Linked DNA regions of Mus musculus: region 2 is linked to region 1. Evidence: chromatin contacts called from public Hi-C data. All regions are on one chromosome and are shown on one strand. Each heading gives the region's core, a stretch centred on a gene start, on an enhancer-like site or on the middle of the called end of the contact. The rest is flanking DNA. Distances are from core to core; before and after follow the strand shown. Region 1 holds the start of Itpr1 (inositol 1,4,5-trisphosphate receptor 1). Region 2 holds the start of Arl8b (ADP-ribosylation factor-like 8B).

Evidence for each region. Hi-C and Micro-C count contacts between places; a contact is called where the count stands out from the background.
Region 2: a contact with region 1 is called in a Hi-C map of LSK cells, with 4 times the contacts expected there. The contact joins the promoter of Arl8b here to the promoter of Itpr1 in region 1. A contact is called at or near these places in 4 of 39 promoter capture datasets (cranial neural crest, embryonic stem cells, erythroid cells and 1 more), 10 of 484 Hi-C or Micro-C datasets (CD4 T cells, the G1E-ER4 cell line, LSK cells and 6 more), 8 of 115 datasets of contacts at active chromatin or transcription factors (astrocytes, bone marrow-derived macrophages, effector CD8 T cells and 5 more) and 3 of 9 other capture datasets (adipose tissue, macrophages and pancreatic islet).

What each region holds. Positions count from the first base shown.
Region 1 is chr6:108,209,351-108,214,770 of GRCm38.p6, reverse strand. It overlaps Itpr1 (inositol 1,4,5-trisphosphate receptor 1), which reads right to left and starts at 1,675. Exons shown (of 62, transcript NM_010585.5): 1 at 1,418-1,675; 2 at 493-568. Gm38872 (predicted gene, 38872) reads left to right here and starts at 1,853. Exons shown (of 3, transcript NR_167935.1): 1 at 1,853-1,916; 2 at 1,998-2,165; 3 at 2,331-2,515.
Region 2 is chr6:108,781,670-108,786,923 of GRCm38.p6, reverse strand. Arl8b (ADP-ribosylation factor-like 8B) reads right to left here and starts at 3,865. Exons shown (of 7, transcript NM_026011.3): 1 at 3,547-3,865. The coding sequence starts at 3,669.

The DNA of each region.
Region 1 (5,420 bases), core at 426-2,925:
AGCTCTTCCTTCCCGTTTTTAAGTTCTCATTCTTTCAATTTGTCACTTTCATTTCTTGCAGCCCAGCCCATTCTGGGTACAGGCATGCCCACAACCGAACAGAACAAAGTGACAGTTTGTGAAAGGGAGGGGTATCTCACTCTTGCTTAGGGATCTTGGCAGATGAAAAGTTCTGCATCTTTGGGAATTAAACTAATGAGGGCTCCTCTCAGGCTGGTAAGGGACCACCCACTTTACAGTCCCTTTAACTGCACGTTGTGGTCGCTTACCGACATCTTCCCCACCCCACCCCCCTCACCCCGCCATGCTTCACTTCTGAGCGACCTTCAAAAGTGGCTGTCACTAGACCTTTACTCACCCAAGACCATGACCAATTTTGACCACGGTGTCTTTCTTTTCCCTACTTTACCTCTATGGCAGCTACAAGAGGACTTAGAAAATGCTTAGGACAAAAACCCATTTTTGACTACAGCACTCGGCTCGCACACTCACCTGACCCAGGTCAGGCACTCTGTAGCCAATGGACGCCCAGCCAAGGATGCAAATCCTGGTCCCTTGTAATCAGCTCCTAAATATTTAACAAAGAAAGAAGACTGAGTAGGGGATCTCGCGAGGGTCTATCAGAAATTCTCAAATCCAAGTTTTGACTTTTATAGCCTCCGCTTTTCCTGCAGATCCCACTCCCCTCCAAATTTAGCAGCTAAGTCGGAGGGATCTCTTTCCCCCAAATAAAAGCAAACCCAGCATGCTTATTTCCCGTCAGTAGCTGGCCAGAAAGATCAGACACGCAGAAACTTCGAACACGCCGGATGGGGATTGAAGGTGGATGGAAGTAAGGGACGTGTTGAGATCCCAAAGCACTTGTTTCCCCGCGTGGAGGCCAAGTATGTGAAACCCGCGTCCTCATTGGGCACGAGCTCCGTCCACACTTCTTTCCTCATCGCCCCCCCCCCCCTTCCTCCGGTTTTCTTCCTTTTTTTTTTTTTTAACCCACGGGGACCCCCACGCATGCATTATCCTACCAGCTGAGCAGCGCAACAGGGCTAGCTACATTTTTAGAAAGATTATTTCCTTGAGCGAACTCATATGACCCCCTCAAATACCCCCCCCCAGGGGGAAAAAAAACTATTTCCTGCAGACACTCCAACCGTTTCCAACTTGGGGGAATGCCATTTCAATACGGGGAAGGAGGTTGAAACCGGTCACTAGAGTCGAGGACGTTTGGGGTTACTTAAGCCTGAAAAAAAATATATACCTCCCCCCAAAACTGTTCACAGGGAAAGAAGCCCCAAAATACACGCCAAGTGCATGCAAAGCCACCAAAGCCACCAAGAACTCCCGGTGATCAGGGCAAAAACTTCTGCGCACGGGAGCTAGTGCCAACTCCCCGCGCCCTCTGCCCGGCCCCAGCAGCTACCTTGGTGACCGGGGAGCCACGCCGGTTTGGGGGATCAGGACCAGGAGAGGGGTTAGCAGCCGCTGGGCAATCCCATGTCCGCGAAGAGGGAGCTCGTTCCGTTAGGATGGGAGCGGAACACCCACACCTCCTCTCGGCGTGCGCTTTCTCTCTCTCCACCCTCTGCCTCCACCTCCTCCACCACCACCACCTCCTCCTCTCCTCCCACCCCGGCAGGCTTGAGGAAACGCTTCAGCAGAACATCCACATGGTTACTGCACTTTAAAGCAGCGCCCGACCGCTTATATAGGCCGGGAAGCTCCCTGGGCAATGTAGTCCGAGTCCCAGGTCGTGCCGGCGCCTGGGGCTGCGCAGAGGGACTACAAGTCCCAGAATCCCCTGGGCTCCGGGGCTGGGTTCTAAATAGACTCCCGCGCGCTGACCAGGGGTGGGAGGGGGAAGAGGCGCCCAGGCTGAAGGCTCGGGTTGCGAACTTGTGTCTGAACACCGGACTCCCCAGGTTTGGCAAGCCCGACCCACTGGGTATGTCCCCTACCTCTGTGAACCCTTCTCTTTTGACTTGTATCTTCCCTTCCTAAAGTCAGGTGTCACTAGGGTCCGGAGAGAGAGGAAGAGCTCGGATTACTGCTTCGGGAAGTTTTTACAAGCTATTTACCCACCCCCGCGCGCCCTGTGTCCTGGAGCCAAGAATTTCAGAAATCCGAGGCACAAAAACGCCAGTGTTTGCGGTCAAGGATTAAAGAAACAAGTTTGTCTTTATTAAATCTGGTCTAGTTTTTTATTGGATCCTGCTAGTGTCTGCATGAAAAACTAAGTCTGGAAATGGGGTGGTCCCTGCTATTGAGGATGCGGGGTAATCGTGTGAGAGCCCTTTTCTGAATTCGAGCTGGGTCTGTCTTTCGTCGCCCGGTAGGAGGTAAAAGAAACGCTACCCTGACGAGTGAGCAAATAAAGGAACCATGTTGTGACTTGCTGATGTTGTGATCGCGAAGCAGGAAAGAAATACAAACCGCGACCTCGGTCCTGACCCCGCTTCTAAGACCCCTATGCTCCTGGAATCTGTAAACGCTAAAGTAAATAAACCGCAAACCAAAAAAATAAGGGCTTCAGAGAAAACTGCTTATACTAAGATGAGTGCGTCCAGGCGAGGCGTGCTGCAAGTCTTCAACCCAAGCCTCTGGGCTGAAATGGATTTCCACACACCAGAAAATAGTGTAGGCTCCAGGCTGCAAAGTGCATAGAACTTTGGTCTTGGGAAGAAGAGTTTGCATCACAGGCAAAGTTATCCTACTGTCTCCTTCCCCATCCCACCCTACAAACTAGACTGCACGTATTCATTCCACAAACGTTCCCCGGGTGTCATCTGGGTGCCAGGCCAGGCACTGTGCCAGGATATGAGAGCGCGCCAAAATATATCATAACATCCTAAATGGGGGTCTGTCTGCTACCGCTAAAGACCTGTTAACAGTAATCCTTGTAATGAAAACAAATGGTTCTACAGAGCTCAGCCTACCTGCTTTCTGTACAGCATGCTATTGAGTGTCACTGATTCTGGGTTTGTAACCTCTTTGTATACAGCAGGTATAAGGCCAAAGAACAGGACAAGCCAGGTTAACTTTGGTCTCCTTTGCAACTCCAACCTGTACCTATACTAAGCACTTGCCCATTGGGACCTCCATCACCACCTCCTTAAAGGAGCCCCTCCTATTTTAGGAGCAGCCTCTAAGCCCTTAGGCAAATCACCTTGAACTCTTTACCCCAGGTTTGCCATCTAGAGAGGGATTCAATACTCATTAATGTTTGCCTGTTCTCTTTTCCTATTACGTGATTCAACAGCCTTGCCTCCTCTCGTGAAACTTTAAGAACAATAGAGGGCAAAATAGGTAACAATTATTGCATATTTAGTGCTCAACCTAACCATTAGGGGCATCACACGGGTGCGTCCTGTGGCCCAGGCATTGTTTCTAAGTAATTTAAGTAGATCATTTCAGCGATAGCACATGGAAAGCTAAAGGCATGCAGGTTAAGTTATATCCAAAAGGCACCGTTGGCAATCTAGGAGGCAAGTGGGGATGCTTCAAGCTGCCTGTCTGTCCTCGGGAAAAACCCCAACTTGTCACCACAGAGGAATCCACACCTTTCATATCTGTTGTTTTTTCCTTTCCCCGATAAAAACAACCTGATCCACTTTCCAAGTCCCTTTGACCCTAACTTTCAAGCAATTTCAACAAATCAGCCCACAAAACGGGTGGGGGTTGCTTCATGATATTCTAATGTGGATTTGCAAAAGAATCCTTGGCCATAGTTGAGAGGCACCGGCAGCTCATTTTCATCCTCCCCACACTGTAGACACAAGCCCTTTGTGTAGTTTATCCATGGTCTTCCCTCCCCAGCCGGAAGTTTCAGTGAGAGACCATGTCTTCCTTACATTTGTGTACTCCAGTCCCCTTGACTCAAAAAGGCTTACCCTTCTGTTTGCACATTTTTGCAGATTTGGAAAAAAAAAAAAAGTTTCCTGCAACCTTGTAATGGAAGGTGCATTGAGCATACAGAAGGCAACAGAAGCATGTCTTTCTGAGCATTTGGGCCGTTTAGCTGCTCAGATCAGTTTGCTTTGTCAGTGTGTGCACATAGTGCTGTTCAACGTTTGGCAAGTTCTGGAAGCTGCCAGATCACAGGAAAATACTTTTGCTAATTCTACTATGGCTCAAAGAGATTCTTTGTGTCAGACAGTTGATGTGTGGCAATGCTAACGGTGATAGATGCTAGAATGAGTGGCTTATACTCCTTTATGAGCTGAGGAGAGGGTGTGTGTGTCTGTGGGGGGTGAGCTGCTGCTTCTCTGTTATAATTTTTCTTGGGAAGAATTTTTCTAGACATGCATCTCCAATCCAGGAGCTATCAGCCATGTATGCACCGAGGATGCAGCTAGTTCTAAAGAAGATGTGAAGTACTTATAAAATACACAATGAGTTTCAAGCACCTAAACTTCAAACGCAAGGCTTCAGATATGTTGGACCACACACTTGAAATGACTTTTCCTGACTTTTTTTTACTTTTTAAATTGACTAAAAATTTAATCTGCAACTAGCACCTCTGGGCCTTGACATGCTTATACATACATATGTGCCATGAACAAATATCCCTATACATATGCAAACATGTTTATATAAACACATACCATACATGTGCCTAGTTTAAAAAAAAAGATAATCTGCCACAAAAGTACCCATGTGTAACTTTACCCTTGAAATGCCCACGTAGGGAGGTCAGAGGACTTTGCAGTCAGGACAGTGTTAGAGACTGAGTCTGAAGAAAGTCCAAAGCTAGCACAGCAACTTACTCCAGGGAAACCCCACAAATAGAAACAGTTTTTGTCAGCAATCCATGGCTGCAGACTTGGACTAAATTCTAAATTCATCTGCTGAGAAACCCACCCTCAGGTCCCCTCCTACTAAAGAAAGCAAGATGTGCCAAGGAAAGCAGGATTCAGAAAAAGCAAGGCTGACAACCAGCTGCACCATTAATATCCAAGGTGTGTGCTTGTGGAGAGAGTGATGGGACTAATCCTCTCCAGCCTTGTCGGCCCAGACAGTCATTGAGTTACAGGACATGAAAGAGCTTCCAAACCTTACCTGAGCTTTACCAAAACAAAAACATGAGCACCAAGGCCAGGAAAATAGAGCAGCTCACCCTGAGACCATGCCTGGCCACAAACCAAGTGTCAGCTTGTTGGAACACAAATCCCTAGTTTCCTCTAGTCACAAAGCCCAGTCATACATGACTATCATAGTGAGCCTTGAATGCTTCAGTAAATAGCTTCTTCAAGTCCCCCTTAAATGGCAAGACAACAAGCTGACACTCAAATCGGAATTCATTCTGTCCTGGAGAGAACTTCTTTTTTACCTGGTGTGATGGACTACCATTGAGCATGAGAAATATCAGTAAAGAGAAATCGATATTGTCTATGTAGTTCCTAGAGTGTCTTTCCTGACCATTTTTT
Region 2 (5,254 bases), core at 2,616-5,115, 570 kb before region 1:
TGTAGCAATGTAACACAATCACATATAACTCGTTCAGTTAACCACAGTTAGCAGAACTATACACACATTTTATGACATCCATTTTAAACTATATAATGTGTTTCTGTGAGTCAAGGGCTTCTCAGAGGCCTCTGGCCCTGGAGTTATAAGCAATTGTGAGGTCCCTGACATGGATGCTGGGACTGTACAAGTCCTCTGGAAGAGCAGCAATGGCTGAGCCATCTTTCCAGTCCCAGAAAAAGATTTGTAAAGGTTCTAGATTTCCCAGTTCTCCACTCTACCGCTTTAAGACAGGCTTAAAGAAGCAGATGAGAATAGTAAAAAATACATTGGCCTGAGCCCTAATTCTATTCTGGCTACCTGTCAGCTTTGTCACTGAAACCCTTTCCTAGCCACATGGGTAAAATGGGATGATTTAAAGTATCTACAAGCTCATAAGCATCTAAGATGGCAGTGGTGCTGTAGGCCTGTAGCACTAGCAGGCCAGAAGCTAAGGATGAAGAAACCCAAGATTGAGGCCAGCCTGAGCTATAGAATGAGAACAAAACACACTAGATGCCGGGCGTGGTGGTGCACACCTTTAATTCCAGCACCTGAGAGCCAGAGGCAGGTGGATTTCTGAGTTCAAGGCCAGCCTGGTCTACAGAGTGAGTTCCAGGACAGCCAGGGATACACAGAGAAACCCTGTCTCGAAGGAAAAAAAAAAAAAAAAAGAGTTTACCCTATAATAATTTGCCAAGTCCAATTATATATATTTTTAGTAACTATGCTATGACCCATCTAAGTGTCTCAGTAAATGATTACTCAACAAAACATTACACATATAGGACACATGACTGATACACAGCTGCACCAACATTAACACAGTAACTGGACATTATTTCATTTCTATCACATATCAGAAAATTAAAGTCTAGAGGTGTTTCCTTCAATAACATTCAGAACAAAGGACAATACTCTGCACTTCATGTCTGTTAATACACAAGGTGCCATTTCAGGTTGAAAAGCATAAGAGAAACTGAGTATCTTTGTTCTTGAACAGTCCAACATATTAGGATTGGACCACAGAAAAGAAATTAAGTTTCCCAATGTAAACTAGCTGACGTCAATTCATTAAATCGTCCTCCAATGTTTAGGAATATGCAGGGACATCTACCTGGGAGAGTCTAGTGGGAGGATCTCTACTTGTTTGCCAACTGGGACTACCTAGTGAGTTCAAGGTCAGAGGACCACAGAGTGAAACTCTGTCTCAAAAGAACAAAGACTAGATGAAAGAGAGAAACAAGATAAGCTGGTAGTGTCTAAGGAGTCAGCCTCTTTCTCAGCATTTTAAACCCCCATCGAGTACTTACAGTCCAGCCTTTTTTCTTCTTTCCCGAAATTATTTTTATTCCGGGTGTGTTGGGTGGGGTTCCTTACGGTGTAGCCCTGCCAGGTCTGGTACTTGTTATGTAGGTGTACAACATCAGGCAGACCCTCAAACTTGGAAGCATCATCCTGCCTCGCCTCCTTAATGCTGGAATTACGGGTAAGCATCACCAAGTCTTGGACGTTAACATTTTTAATTGACAGACCATAATTATGTATGTGTGTATGGGGGGGGGGTAGTGTAAAGTTTTATGATATATACAGAATCTGTAATGGCTAAAGTAAGTTAAACATGGCCTCTCTTTTTTTGGGTGATCTTTAACAGCTCACCTACACCACCATAATTCATAAAGAATAGTGTAATATTGATAGCAGGAGGTCGACAGCACTGCTGAGATTGGATAGTTGTTACAAAGAATCTAACTCAAAAGGAAGGGGGGTTGAAGGTGCTTCCTTCCCACAAGCCATAAATCTGCAACCGTAGACAACACTGGCCTGAGAGTCAAAGGAAATGAGCCCGGCTCAGTCCTTTCTCAACGTATCTCCTTGTGCCTGCTTTGGGTAGTACAGCCATCTACATGTTAACACTTCCCTCCTCCTCCTGGTTAGACCTCAGAGCAACTCTGCTAAGGACTCTATTGTTATCTGCACTTCATAGACAAGAAAACAGAAATCGACTCAACCAGACCCAAGGCTGCTAAGATCCAGATTGCAAATCCAGAACTGCATGGCATAAAAGTTCAGGCTTGTTATATATATCAAGCTACACTGCCCAGTGATAATACAGGCATGAGAGTAAGCAGTACATCTCTTAAATCCTACTCATTGGTGCAGGTCCTTGCATTAACTCCTCCGCAGCAAATACAACTGGCCATCCCAACACACCCACGTGTACCATTTCGATCTTGCCCAAGGGACAGGAGTCCCGAGGAAACTCCAATTCTTATCTAGGGTAACAGAAAATGAACAGCTTGAAGCCTGTAGAAAAGTTCTAGTATGAAAGAGTCTAAAGTCTGTTCTGCCTTGTTCTCTTGGGGTCGGGGTAGAGGCAACATAGAAAGAGCCTAACATGAAGTTCGGGAAAGTTTCCTTACACTTATATATTCAGCCATCTTCGAAAGAGATTTGAGCCTCCGCTCCTCTCTCTGACGCCTGTTGCTCTATTACTACAGGGACTGAGTCACACGTTACCTAGGTTTTCCCAGGGCAGTGTGTAGCCAAACCAGTCGGGCAGCTCAGCTGTCTCCTGTGTGAGGATTGCAACAATCCTCTTGAAGGTCTAGGAACTGCCGCCACTTCTCATCAGAACAATTGTAAAGCTCAACCCTCTAAGTACAGCCCTAAAACTGTGCAATGACTCCTTGGCTCCAAAGACTGACATTCACGCCCATTCCTTTCCCAACCAATCAAAGACGCAAAACTCAACGACCACTCTCCCACCGAATTCACATTATATTTACTAGGCAACTTCCCTGAGCCTCCATAAGCTACGTCCCAATCCAAACAAATTCCTTCTGCAAGAGGGAAGAAAAAAAAAAATCTCTCTAAAGACCAAAGCCTGCAAACTTTATGTTGAATGCAGATCCATCTATCTACCCGTTTAACACAATCAGCTGTGGAGAAACCGAGACTCGCCTCGCCCTTGCTCCCTGTCTTAGAAAATACTGGGATCTGAATGGTCTCTCCAACAGCTTCCCCCAGTAAGCTAGGTCATCAGTTTGCTCTCCGACGCTCCATGGACAAGTGACAAAGACCAAGCGAACTGGAGGCGCCGAGGCTCCCCCTGGCATTCACAGAAGCGCCCACACGGGTTGCCTGCTTTCACAATGCGACTCCATCGTCCCAAGTGGAGACTTAGGAGAGGCGTCCCCTTCGCAGGCGTTCTGGAAAAGGCCAGGCTCACCCGTCCGGGTGAACAAGTGACAGGTTGGAATTAACCCTTCAGCCTCTACGGCCCGAAAGGCAGCAAGTGTGGCAGACTCGGATTAACCCTTTCCAGGCCGTGTTAAAGGCACAGCCCCCACCACCACCACCAAAACGCAACGTGGAATTGACCCTCCTGCTGCCGACCCTCCGGCTACAACTCCGAGGCCCACACACGCAGGATCGCCCGGCCCGGCCTTCGGGGAGGTGACAGGCGCGAGACGCCGGCCAGGCCGCCCGCAGAGGGCTGCTCACCGCGATGACATTGACGAAGGTGGTCTTGCCGGAGTACTGCAGCCCCACGAGCGTCAGTTCCATCTCCTCCTTCCAGAAGAGCGAACGGAACCAGTCCAGCAGGCGGGAGATGAGCGCCAGCATGGCGGCGGCCGGCTGCGAGCGTGGACGGGCGCGGACGACAGCGGACACTCTTTCCCACGAGCGGGTATCGGCCCCGAACCCGCCAACGGCTCTTCGGCGGGGCCCCTGGCGCGACGCGGGCAGACAGAGGCTGGCGGCAGCGACGGCCGGAGCCAGGAAGCCCAGCGGGTCATATGACTCGCCCTACCCCCCCCACGCCTGGCCCAGCGCAGGCGCGGAAGCGCACGGAAAGAGCGGCGCGGTCCCGTAGACTCCCAGCGCCCTCCGGCGACATCGCCACCTGATGGTGAATCCCACGACACACCCTTCCCTCGCCTTGGTGCCAATTCACTTGTCACATGCCTTTCCTCTTTTCTTTTCTTTCTTTCTTTTTTTTTTTCCCCCCAAATTATGGGTCTCCCAGCAAACGCATGTCAACAATTTCAGTACTTGAGAGGTGGAGGCAGGAGGATCAAGAGTTCAATAAACACAGAAGGTGGGGTTACAGAAATGACTCGGTGGTTAAAAGTGCTTGAGGCTCTTTCAGAAGACCCAAGTTCAGGACCCAGCACCCACACCTGGCAGCCCTCATCAGCCTGTAACTTCAACTCTGGGGGATCCAGATCTAGGGCTTTCTGACCTTGTACATTCTGCAAACATATGCGCATACTCCCACAACGAAACACATAAATAATAATAATCTTTAAAAAAAAACAAAGAGTTGGTCCTCGTTCACTTTTTGATTGAATTTTCCTATAATTGTTCATTGGCAATGTACCCTGAAGGAAAAAGTTAATACTCGGAGGAATTGAACACGGAATAAAAAAAAAAAAAAATCAGAATCTGGGATGGGGATGTAACCCAGTGGTAGAATGCTTGCCTGGCCTGTATGGAGCACTCTGGGTCTAACTAGGGCTCAAGGGAGGATGGGGCAGAGGCAGTGATCCGAATGTAAAGTGAATAAATAAATGAATTAATTAATAGGGAAAATTTCTTTCCCAGCATGTGAAAGACACAGGGTTTGTTTCTAACACAGCAAAACATTAGTGACAGCAAAATCCCTGCCCTCCTGCGGGTTACAGTCCAGTGTGGAGAACAGAACATATACAGCAAACAAACGAGAAAATGCCACGTGGTACTTAACACTATAAAGAAGAGGAACAGAGAAGAAGCTGGAGCCGGCCTGCTTGTCTTTAAGTCAGGTGGTCCTGAGTGGAAAGGCTTGAGGGAAGTGAGAAGGAGAAGCAGGCTGACGTTTGGTAGAAGCACATTCCAGGAAAAGACCCTGAATGGGGAAGGACAGTGAAGTGGTTTGGACTTTGAAGGATGGTGTGCCTGGGGCGAGGGGGAAATGATGGAATTATATTTTAACTGAAAATATATTTTTAAAAAGGAACTCCAGCTGGCTGCCCCAACTTCCCCAGTTGATTTCTGCTTCATATTTGTAAATCTCTAACTTAATGGATGCTTTCTTTGTTAGCTCTCTCCATCAGCTACTCTAGTCATCTCTGCTGGATGTTGTGACCTTGCAGTTTGATGGAGTGGGGCTACCAGTCTACTACTTGCTATTTATCCTTTTACTTTCACTTGCTGTACACTTAAGAAG